Linked DNA regions of Ovis aries: regions 2 and 3 are each linked to region 1. The links are chromatin contacts, called in public Hi-C maps. All regions are on one chromosome and are shown on one strand. The core of a region is the stretch at or near the end of the contact, and the rest is flanking DNA. Distances in the headings are between cores, read along the strand shown. Region 1 holds the start of NFX1 (nuclear transcription factor, X-box binding 1). Region 2 holds the start of LOC121818502 (histone H3.3A-like). Region 3 holds the start of NOL6 (nucleolar protein 6).

Region 1 (2,972 bases), core at 164-2,663:
GGCCTGGTCGGCTGCCGTCTGGGGTCGCACAGAGTCGGACACGACTGACATGACTTAGCAGCAACACTTCGAGCCCTTTCCTTCCTCCATAGCTTTCGCACCTGCTTCCTTCTGCTATTCCCTCTGAATTTTCACATAGTTGATCATTCTCATCTATCCTACTCAAAGAAGGCTGGCCACCTTTTACGGAGCAGATCCTAATCAGTCACTGTTACCCTGCTTATTTCTTTGACAACCCAAATCACCAGTTTGTAAATAAACTTAGTTTTAAAATAATTTTTGTTGTTATTTTTGGCCACAGGGGCATCTTTCCTTTCGGCACCTTCCATTGCCACACCTGGGCTTTCTGTTTGGGGGAGGGTGGGGATGGTCTCTTACTTCATTTGCTTGGGCTTCTCTTTGCAGTGGCTTCTCTAGTTGCGGAGCACAGGCGAGTAGGGCACACCAGCTTCAGTGGGTGCCAGCACTCTGGTTCAGTAGTTGTGATGCATCAGCTAAGTAGCCCAGAAGCATGTGGGATCTTCCTAGACCAGGGATCAAACCCATGTCCCCTGTGTTGGCAGGTGGATACTTAGGCACTGAACCACCAGGTAAGTACCACATTACTTAGTTTTAACCTTCCCTACTAGTCAATGCACTTCACTGAAGGCAGGGACCTTGTCTGTCTTTTTCACATTAACCTCCAGCAGTTAAAGCAATGCCTAAAAGTATGTGAATGAATGACTATTATTTTGTGTTCTTGGGGAAGTCTAGAGCAGTGAATTACTTTACAAATGCAGATGCTTCACACTTAAGTACTGTGTTCTCTTTAGTAGAGCAACAGCAAAACACACAAATGAAAAAATTCCACACACTCAAAACATTTTGTACTTTAAAAATGATCGGTGCCCCCAAACTTACCCCCTCTCACATTGAGTCCCTCTGTATCTACTTTAGTATTATCATCTGCTCTTTCAAGTCCTTTATCATTTCTAATAAATGGGTTTTTGTTTCTAAACTGATTTGTAAGAGCCTTTTATCGTTTGTTTTGCAGACATCTTTTCCCCTGCCTTTTGACTACTTCGTCTTTGTTTTAATCCTAAATCTGATCCACTCTAGTAAGGAGGTGCGGTCTGACCTGACTCCAGAAAATCAGGCAAGGCTGGTTGGGTGGGAGGGTTAAAGGACACGGTAGCAGGAGAGAACAGTGACTCTCAAAAGGAAAACAACTATTGATTGTGCAAGACCGAGCATGCTTACCCTCCCGGGATGTTGGCTACCTACAGCTACTAGTACCCTGCTTCAGCCCGGCGCCGGGCGCGTCTGTTTGACGTCACCGACGCTCCGCACAGTTGACTCAGGCCGCGCAAACTCCGTGGCCGTCTACCGCGCGCGCAGAAGCGAATTTTCTCGCGGCGCCGGAAGTCCAGAGCACATGACCGGGTGACAGCGCTCGCTGGCCTGCAGGGCTCGCTTTAGGTGTTGCGGCACGGGATGGCGGAGGCGCCTCCTGTCTCAGGTACTGTACTGGCCCTCGCAGGACTGGGCCCCTCTCGGGGAGCGGAAATTGAGTCAGTGACGAATCCTAAGGCACCGGCCATTCGTATCGCGAGAGTGGCACGTACAGAGGTTGGGGATAGTGGCTCGGAAGGGCCAAGCCACGCGCGTCGTGCGTACCGAGGTCTTAACCATCCTTGGCTGGTGGCGAAGCCCGGCAGCTGGGTTTCCAAGGAGAGTCGGTTTGTCCCGCTGAGTCGATGCGGGTGTCCCGCCCTTTCCAGGGCTCATCCCGGTCTTCCTGGGGCAGTGATATCCGACAGGCGGGCGTCGGCCCGTGACGGTGGCTAGCTCTCGACGCGCGGCGGGATTGCTCGCTGCGCTTGAGATGTATTCGTGCGTCCTAGGGCAGCAGCGCGGGCGCGAGCCGAACACTCGTGGTTTCCAGTCTCAGCTTGCCATGAGCTCGCAATGTGAAGGCTCGTTTTCCTCATCTGTGACTTGGGAGTAAATAAATCAATTACTGTGAAGGTTCCCGCCGCTACTGTACGTGTTACACAATTGTTAGCTTACTTCCCCTCCCAGAGTTGTCTCTATATGTAGAGACAACTGCACATAGAGACAACCTCATCTGGCTGTTAATGTAACACAATTTCCAGTTACTTCAGGGTACCTTGGATCTTTGTTTTCCCAACTCTTTGGACAGTGACGGAAAAGGAGCATTTAACATAGTGATCTCAGCGCACACGAATATAAAAACGAACCAAAAATTTCAGGAAGCAGTGGTTTTCCTTATTATCTCCAATATACTCTATACTGCATATTTCGTTTGAAAATAGTCTTGTCACAACCCACTACATAATTTGATTTCATGATCCACTCTTTCTGAAAAACAGGGCAGCAATTTGCAGCATGAGGGTCGTGAACAGTCATTAATTTGAGTCTTAGTTCTGCTGCCTACCAGCTGTTGGGGCACCAAGAAGCCTATGTATGTATTTGTGTGCTTGGTGGCAGGTAAAATGTATTTGTTACTGTGGATCTTGGTCAAAAACGTTGGCTAACACACTGCATTGGTGTACCCTAGTCCATTTTTTGTTTGTTTACCCTAGTCCTGATTTAGGTATTAATTCATCTTGGAGGTAGGGACCACATTTAGCCTGGTGTTTTGTTTTTCTCCCACTCACTCTTTCCCCAGATCCCCTTAATTGGATCCCTTGGTCTTCCTATCCTGCATCTGGCCCATTTCTGCACCATTCAGTGTTTGAAGCAGAAATGAGTGGGGCTAGTTATGAATCTTATTTTTGGCCTCTGGTGTTGCTCTCCAGGTTACAACCTCTGTCTCATCTATTGAGGCAAAGTCTGGTAATCCAAAGACCTCCCCACTTTTTCTTCTCTGCCTTAGTTTGCTTTGGCCTTAGTTCCTATTCCATGTTCTTATTTCAGCATTATCTCTAGCCCACACCTCCATCCTCACTCCAGTGTAATTCTCTTACCTG
Region 2 (2,972 bases), core at 285-2,784, 210 kb before region 1:
AACGGTGACAATACCAGATTAAGAGCTAGGCAGAAAAAAACAGAGGGCCGTGTAAGCACAGGGGAGGAAACAAACCACCGTGCTCAATGGGGGCAGGAAGAGAGGGAAGGCTAAGAGTGCAGCCCCCTTGTGCAGATGAGACCGGAGTCCTGACTGGATGGCTAATCTGCTCAGTCTCAGGGCGCATCAGGAGTCGGCGAGGGCTAGAACTCAGGTTTTGCAGGCACGTCCTACCCCTAGCCCCGCGCCGCTTTCCACCAGGCTTTGGGCTTTCCGTTCGCTACTTTCTTGCGGGCCCGCCCCTGAAGCAGTCAGATCCCAAAAGCTTCTTTGTGGGGAAGTAAATACCCCTCCACTCCCAACCTCTGGGACGCCTCCCTCGAGCAGCTTCTACCCCTCAACTCATCGACTCCCGGCCCGGCCACTTCGCGAACATCCGACACCACGAGACTCACTCGGAGGACTCGATTTCGATCGACATAGCGCTGTCTTTCCGGGCGCAGGCCCCACTCCACTCTCAGGCCCAGCCGCACAACGCACCAACGCCACCTCCGGCGACTCACGTACGTCACTTCCGCTCGACGTCGAGCCCCCTCGCTCCGGAGGCCGTGTGTACGGAAGAGGAGGGAGGACTACGTGTGGGGCGGGGCAGTGCTGGGCGGGGCTTGCACGCAGGGCGGTGCAGGGCGGAGCTTCGAGGGCGTTTCAGAAGTCTGAACCTAAGTGCCTGGTCCAGAGAATTCTTCATTCTCTCTAAAGAAAGAGTCGTTCTTAAAGGACTGGTTTCTAAATGTTGCCTTTTAAATTTTTACTTAGTTTAGATTTAAAGATAGGGCTGACAGACATAGAGAACAGACTTTTGGACAGAGTGGGGGAAGGAGAGGGTGGGATGAATTGAGAGTACAGGAGAATCATATATATTACCATAAACAAAACAGATAGCTAGTGGGAATTTGCTGTATGACTCAGGGAGCTCAACCCAGTGCTCTGTGACAACCTAGATGGGTGGGATGGGGTGGGAAGTCGGAGGGAGATTCAAGAGGGAGGGTACGTATGTATCAGTACAGTTCAGTTGCTCAGTCGTATCTGACTCTGCAACCCCATGGACTGCTGCATGCCAGGGTTCCTTGTCCATCACCAATTCCCAGAGCTTGCTCAAACTCATGTCCATCGAGTCGGTGATGCCATCCAACCATCTCATCCTCTGTCGTCCGCTTCTTCTCTGCCTTCAATCTCAAGACCAGCCTCAAGAACTTCTCCAGTGAGTCAGTTCTTCACAACAGGTGGCCAAAGTATTGGAGCTTCCGCCTCAGCATCAATCCTTCTAATGAATATTAAGGGCCGATTTCCTCTAGGATTGACTGGTTTGATCTCCTTGCAGACCAAGGGACTCTCAAGAGTCTTCAACACCGCAGTTCAAAAGCATCAATCCTGAGTTGTATTCGCAGCCACCACCGCGCCGCCGTCGCTCTCCAACGCCAGCGCCTCTTCTGGCTCTCGGAGCTCCAGCCGAAGGAGAAGGTGGGTAAGTAAGGAGGTCTCTATACCGTGGCTCGTACAAAGCAGACTACCGGCAAATCGACCGGTGGTAAAGCACCGAGGAAGCAACTTGCTACAAAAGCCGCTCTCAAGAGTGCGCCCTCTACTGGAGAGGTGAATGAACCACATCGTTACAGGCTTGGTACTGGGACACTCCGTGAAATTAGACGTTATCAGAAGTCCACTGAACTTCTGATTAGCAAACTTCCCTTCCAGCGTCTGGTGCGGGAAATTGCTCAGGACTTCAAAACAGATCTGTGCTACCAGAGTGCAGCTATTGGTGCTTGGCAGCAGGCAAGTGACGCCTATCTGGTTGGCCTTTTTGAGGACACCAACCTGTGTGCTATCCATGCCAAACGTGTAACAATTACGCCAAAAGACACCCAGCTAGCATGCCGCATACGTGGAGAACGTGCTTTAAGAATCCACTATGACGGGAAACATTTCATTCTTTAAAAAAAAAAATTCTCTTCTTCCTGTTATTGGTAGTTCTGAACTTTATTTTTTTTCCATGGGGTCAAAAGGTACCTAAGTATATGATTGCAAGTGGAAAATAGGGGACAGAAATCAGGTATTGGCAGTTTTTCCATTTTCATTTGTGTGTGAATTTTTAACATAAATGCGGGAATATAAAGCGTTAGTGAAAGTCAAAATGTTTCAGTGAACAAGTTTCGGCAGTTCAACTTTATAACAATTATAAATAAACCTGCTAAATTTTTCTGGACAATGCCAGCATTTGGATTTTTTTTAAACAAGAAAATTTCTTATTGACTGCAACTAAATGGTGTTTGTAGCATTTTTATCATACAGTAGATTCCATCCATTCACTATACTTTTCTGAGTTGTCCTGCGTGCAAGTACATGTTTTTAATGCTGTCTGTCTTCTGTGCTGTTCCCGTAAGTTTGCTATTAAAATGCATTAAACTATATATATAAAAAAAGCATCAATTCTTTGGCACTCAGCTTTCTTTATGGTACAACTCTCACATCTGTACATGACTACTGGAAAAACCATAGCCTTGACTAGAATGACCTTTGTCAGCAAAGTAATGTCTCTGCTTTTTAATAGGCTGTCTAGATTTGTGATAGCTTTTCTTCCAAGGAGCAAGGGTCTTTTAATTTCATGGCTGCGGTCAACATCTGCAGTGATTTTGGAGCACAAGAAAATAAAGTCTGTCACTGTTTCCATTGTTTCCCCATATATTTGCCTTGAAGTGATGGGACCAGATGCCATGATCTTAGTTTTCTGAATGTTGAGCTTTAAGCCAGCTTTTTCACTGTCCTCTTACACTTTCATCAAGAGGTTCTTTAGTTCTTCGCTTTCTGCCATGAGGGTGCTGTCATCTATATATCTGAGGTTATCGATATTTCTCCCAGCAATCTTGAGTCCAGTTTGTTTTTCATCCAGCCCAGCGTTTCTCATGATGTACTAT
Region 3 (2,972 bases), core at 282-2,781, 160 kb after region 1:
GTGCAGGAGAGAGTAGTATTTCAGCCTCAGGGTCTCAGCTCATCCCTCTAACCCAAGCCCCAACCACCCAACAGTACCTGTAAACGAAGCAAGCTGGAATGGAACAGACTCTCAGTCTCCCGAAGGCGACTGAGCTCCTCATTGGTAGGTTCCTTGTACAGTTCTGCCCGGCTGAGCTTCACGGGCTGCAGGAGGCCCTCCCCTGGAGACCCAGCTATCTTACGTTTCTTTAAGGATTCTTTCTTCCCCTCTTTGCCTGTGCCTTCCAGAGCTGACTCCATCACCTATGGCCAATGAGAGGGAGAAGCCAGGGTGACATTACAGACATCCAGCATCCACTGCCTGACGTGCCACCAGGACCAGATGCAGGTAAAGGCTTCACCTGCTCCTGGTCTCTCTTGAACAGGAATCAGATTGTGTAAAACAGAATAATTTTTAGTTAAAAGAACTTACTGAGCTCTACACTGAAAACTCCTTGAGTTGAGGGTTCCCATCTATCTAACAGCACAAGCACGTAACTCTGCTTGGAGTCATAGGGGTAGTAGCTGAATGGGCCCTGGAAGCAATGCCTGAGCTCCTTGTACTTCCAAGTAACAAGACTTTCTCTTCTGCTGAGTTAGTTCTGGAACGTCGCAAATACCAACTCCACTCTTGTTCTATCCAAATCCTGCCAGGTTACACACATGCACCCCCTGCCCCAGCAAGCCCTTACTATAGGCTATATCAGTATACATTAAGTGCTCAGTGATGAAGCCTACTGGCTCTGAAGAATATACTCAATAAATCATTCAATCCTTATAATAATCCTAACAGAAAACAAACACCTGAACGAAGCTCCGTTGAGCTTGTGGTTCCAGTTGGTATGATTAAACTGTGAGCAGGCTTCAAACCCTGGTCTGCGGGATCCCAAACCTTCTACCCTGCAGCCCTGGGCTCCGCCCCCCTCCATGGTTCCACAGCCGGAAGAGCCTTACTGTAGCGCAGCAGGACTGCCACCACGTGGGGAGCACAAAACTAGACACAGGAAGGGAGAAAATCCTGCCCAAGGTCCAGAAAGACTTAGGGGAAAAACCCAAGCCGCGGAAGGGAATGGGGCGGGACTCTTCAATTTCAAGGTGTAGAGCTAACGAACAGAGACGGTCCATAGGCTTTACTACTTTGCAAGTAAAGCCAAGTTCTACCTCCCTCTACCGAGCCCTGCCTCGGTATCCTAAGCTGGAAGCATCGGGGGAAATGAGGTTCTTCCCTAAGGGGCCACTCTCGTGTCCCTCGCTAGCAAACTGTTAGGTTATGCTGTCTCCGGCACGCTGCGCATCCCTTCCTCCCAGGCCGCTCGCCCACCTCCGGCTCCCCAGCAGTTCCGCGATGCTCCGCTCTCGCAGGTGCGGGGCCCATCCCTCATGTATTGCTCTCGCACTTTGGGTGTAAAGTCCACTTGCTCTGAAGAGATTCTACCCACGTTGGCAGAAATGCCCAAACCGCGGCAGAAATGCGGGTACCGGTGTTAGCAAGCCTCATGGCAAAGAACCCCGCCCAGTTCCAGAGCCATTGGGTGAGTGCCCGACGACTCGCTCGTCATTGGTTTCTGTCACTCTCCAGGACCGCCCATCACGGGGGAGGGGCCAAACAGAGTTCTCCGATTTACGGCCTCTTTGCGACAGCAGACCGGAAGCTTGCCGGCAACTTGGCAGTTGTTTCCGTTTCCTCACTTCCTCTTCTTGGAACACCGAGGGAAAGGGAGGGGCTAGCTTGGGCGTTTTGGGGAGGGTTTGTTTACGTAAGTGATTCCTCTTCTTGCTTTATCAATTAACCAATCTTGTCAGTTCTACTTGCAAAATATGTCTTGAGTTTATTCATTTTGTGTGTGTGTGTGTGTGTGTGAAGTCACTTCAGTCTTGTCCCATTCTTTGCGACCGTAGTGACTGTAGCCTGCCAGACTCCTTTGTCACTGGGGTCCTCTGGGCAAGAATACTGGAGTGGGTTGCCATGCCCACCTGCAGGGGATCTTCCTGTCTCAGGGATCAAACCAGCCTCTCTTAGGTCTCCTGCCCGATGGCAGCCTGGTTCTTAACCACTAGCATCACCTGGGAAGCCCCAGGACTATCTCTTCAGTTCAGTTCAGTTCAGTCGCTCAGTCGTGTCCGACTCTGCGACCATGGATTGGAACACGCCAGGCTTCCCTGTCCTTTATGTAGTCATAATTCGATTATAAAATTCAAGAAATGTAACTTTCATTCAATACTATCATCAGTTCAGTCGCTCAGTCGTGTCCGACTCTGCGACCCCATGAATTGCAGCACGCCGGGCCTCCCTGTCCATCACCAACTCCCGGAGTTCACTCAAACTCATGTCCATCCAGTCGGTGATGCCATCCAGCCATCTCATCCTCTGTCGTCCTCTTCTCCTCCTGCCCCCTGTCCCTCCCAGCATCAGAGTCTTTTCCAGTGAGTCAACTCTTCACATGAGGTGGCCAAAGTACTGGAGTTTCAGCTTCAACATCAGTCCTTCCAATGAACACTCAGGATTGATCTCCTTTAGGATGGACTGGTTGGATCTCCTTGCAGTCCCAGGGACTCTCAAGAGTCTTCTCCAACACCACAGTTCAAAAGCATCAGTTCTTCGGTGCTCAGCCTTCTTCACAGTCCAACTCTCACATCCATACATGACCACTGGAAAAACCATAGCCTTGACTAGACAGACCTTTGTTGGCAAAGTAATGTCTCTGCTTTTGAATATGCTATCTAGGTTGGTCATAACTTTCCTTCCAAGGAGTAAGCGTCTTTTAATTTCATGGCTGCAATCACCATCTGCAGTGATTTTGGAGCCCCCCAAAATAAAGTCTGACACTGTTTCCACTGTTTCCCCGTTTATTTCCCTTGAAGTGATGGGACCAGATGCCATGATGTTAGTTTTCTGAATGTTGAGCTTTAAGCCAACTTTTTCACTCTCCTCTTTCACTTTCATCAAGAGGC

The links. Hi-C and Micro-C count contacts between places; a contact is called where the count stands out from the background.
Region 2: a contact with region 1 is called in a Hi-C map of liver, with 3 times the contacts expected there. The contact joins the promoter of LOC121818502 here to the promoter of NFX1 in region 1. A contact is called at or near these places in 2 of 16 Hi-C or Micro-C datasets (liver and skin fibroblasts).
Region 3: a contact with region 1 is called in a Hi-C map of liver, with 5 times the contacts expected there. The contact joins the promoter of NOL6 here to the promoter of NFX1 in region 1. A contact is called at or near these places in 3 of 16 Hi-C or Micro-C datasets (blood, liver and muscle).

What each region holds. Positions count from the first base shown.
Region 1 is chr2:37,860,258-37,863,229 of ARS-UI_Ramb_v3.0, reverse strand. NFX1 (nuclear transcription factor, X-box binding 1) reads left to right here and starts at 1,413. Exons shown (of 24, transcript XM_060409150.1): 1 at 1,413-1,498. The coding sequence starts at 1,474. It overlaps LOC121818609 (a long non-coding RNA gene), which reads right to left and starts at 1,304. Exons shown (of 3, transcript XR_006058603.2): 1 at 379-1,304.
Region 2 is chr2:38,075,223-38,078,194 of ARS-UI_Ramb_v3.0, reverse strand. LOC121818502 (histone H3.3A-like) reads left to right here and starts at 1,534. Exons shown (of 1, transcript XM_042242683.2): 1 at 1,534-2,972. The coding sequence starts at 1,534. The coding sequence ends at 1,995. SMU1 (SMU1 DNA replication regulator and spliceosomal factor) reads right to left here and starts at 561. Exons shown (of 11, transcript XM_060409155.1): 1 at 456-561. The coding sequence starts at 481.
Region 3 is chr2:37,702,166-37,705,137 of ARS-UI_Ramb_v3.0, reverse strand. It overlaps NOL6 (nucleolar protein 6), which reads right to left and starts at 1,531. Exons shown (of 26, transcript XM_004004141.5): 1 at 1,342-1,531; 2 at 78-284. The coding sequence starts at 1,395.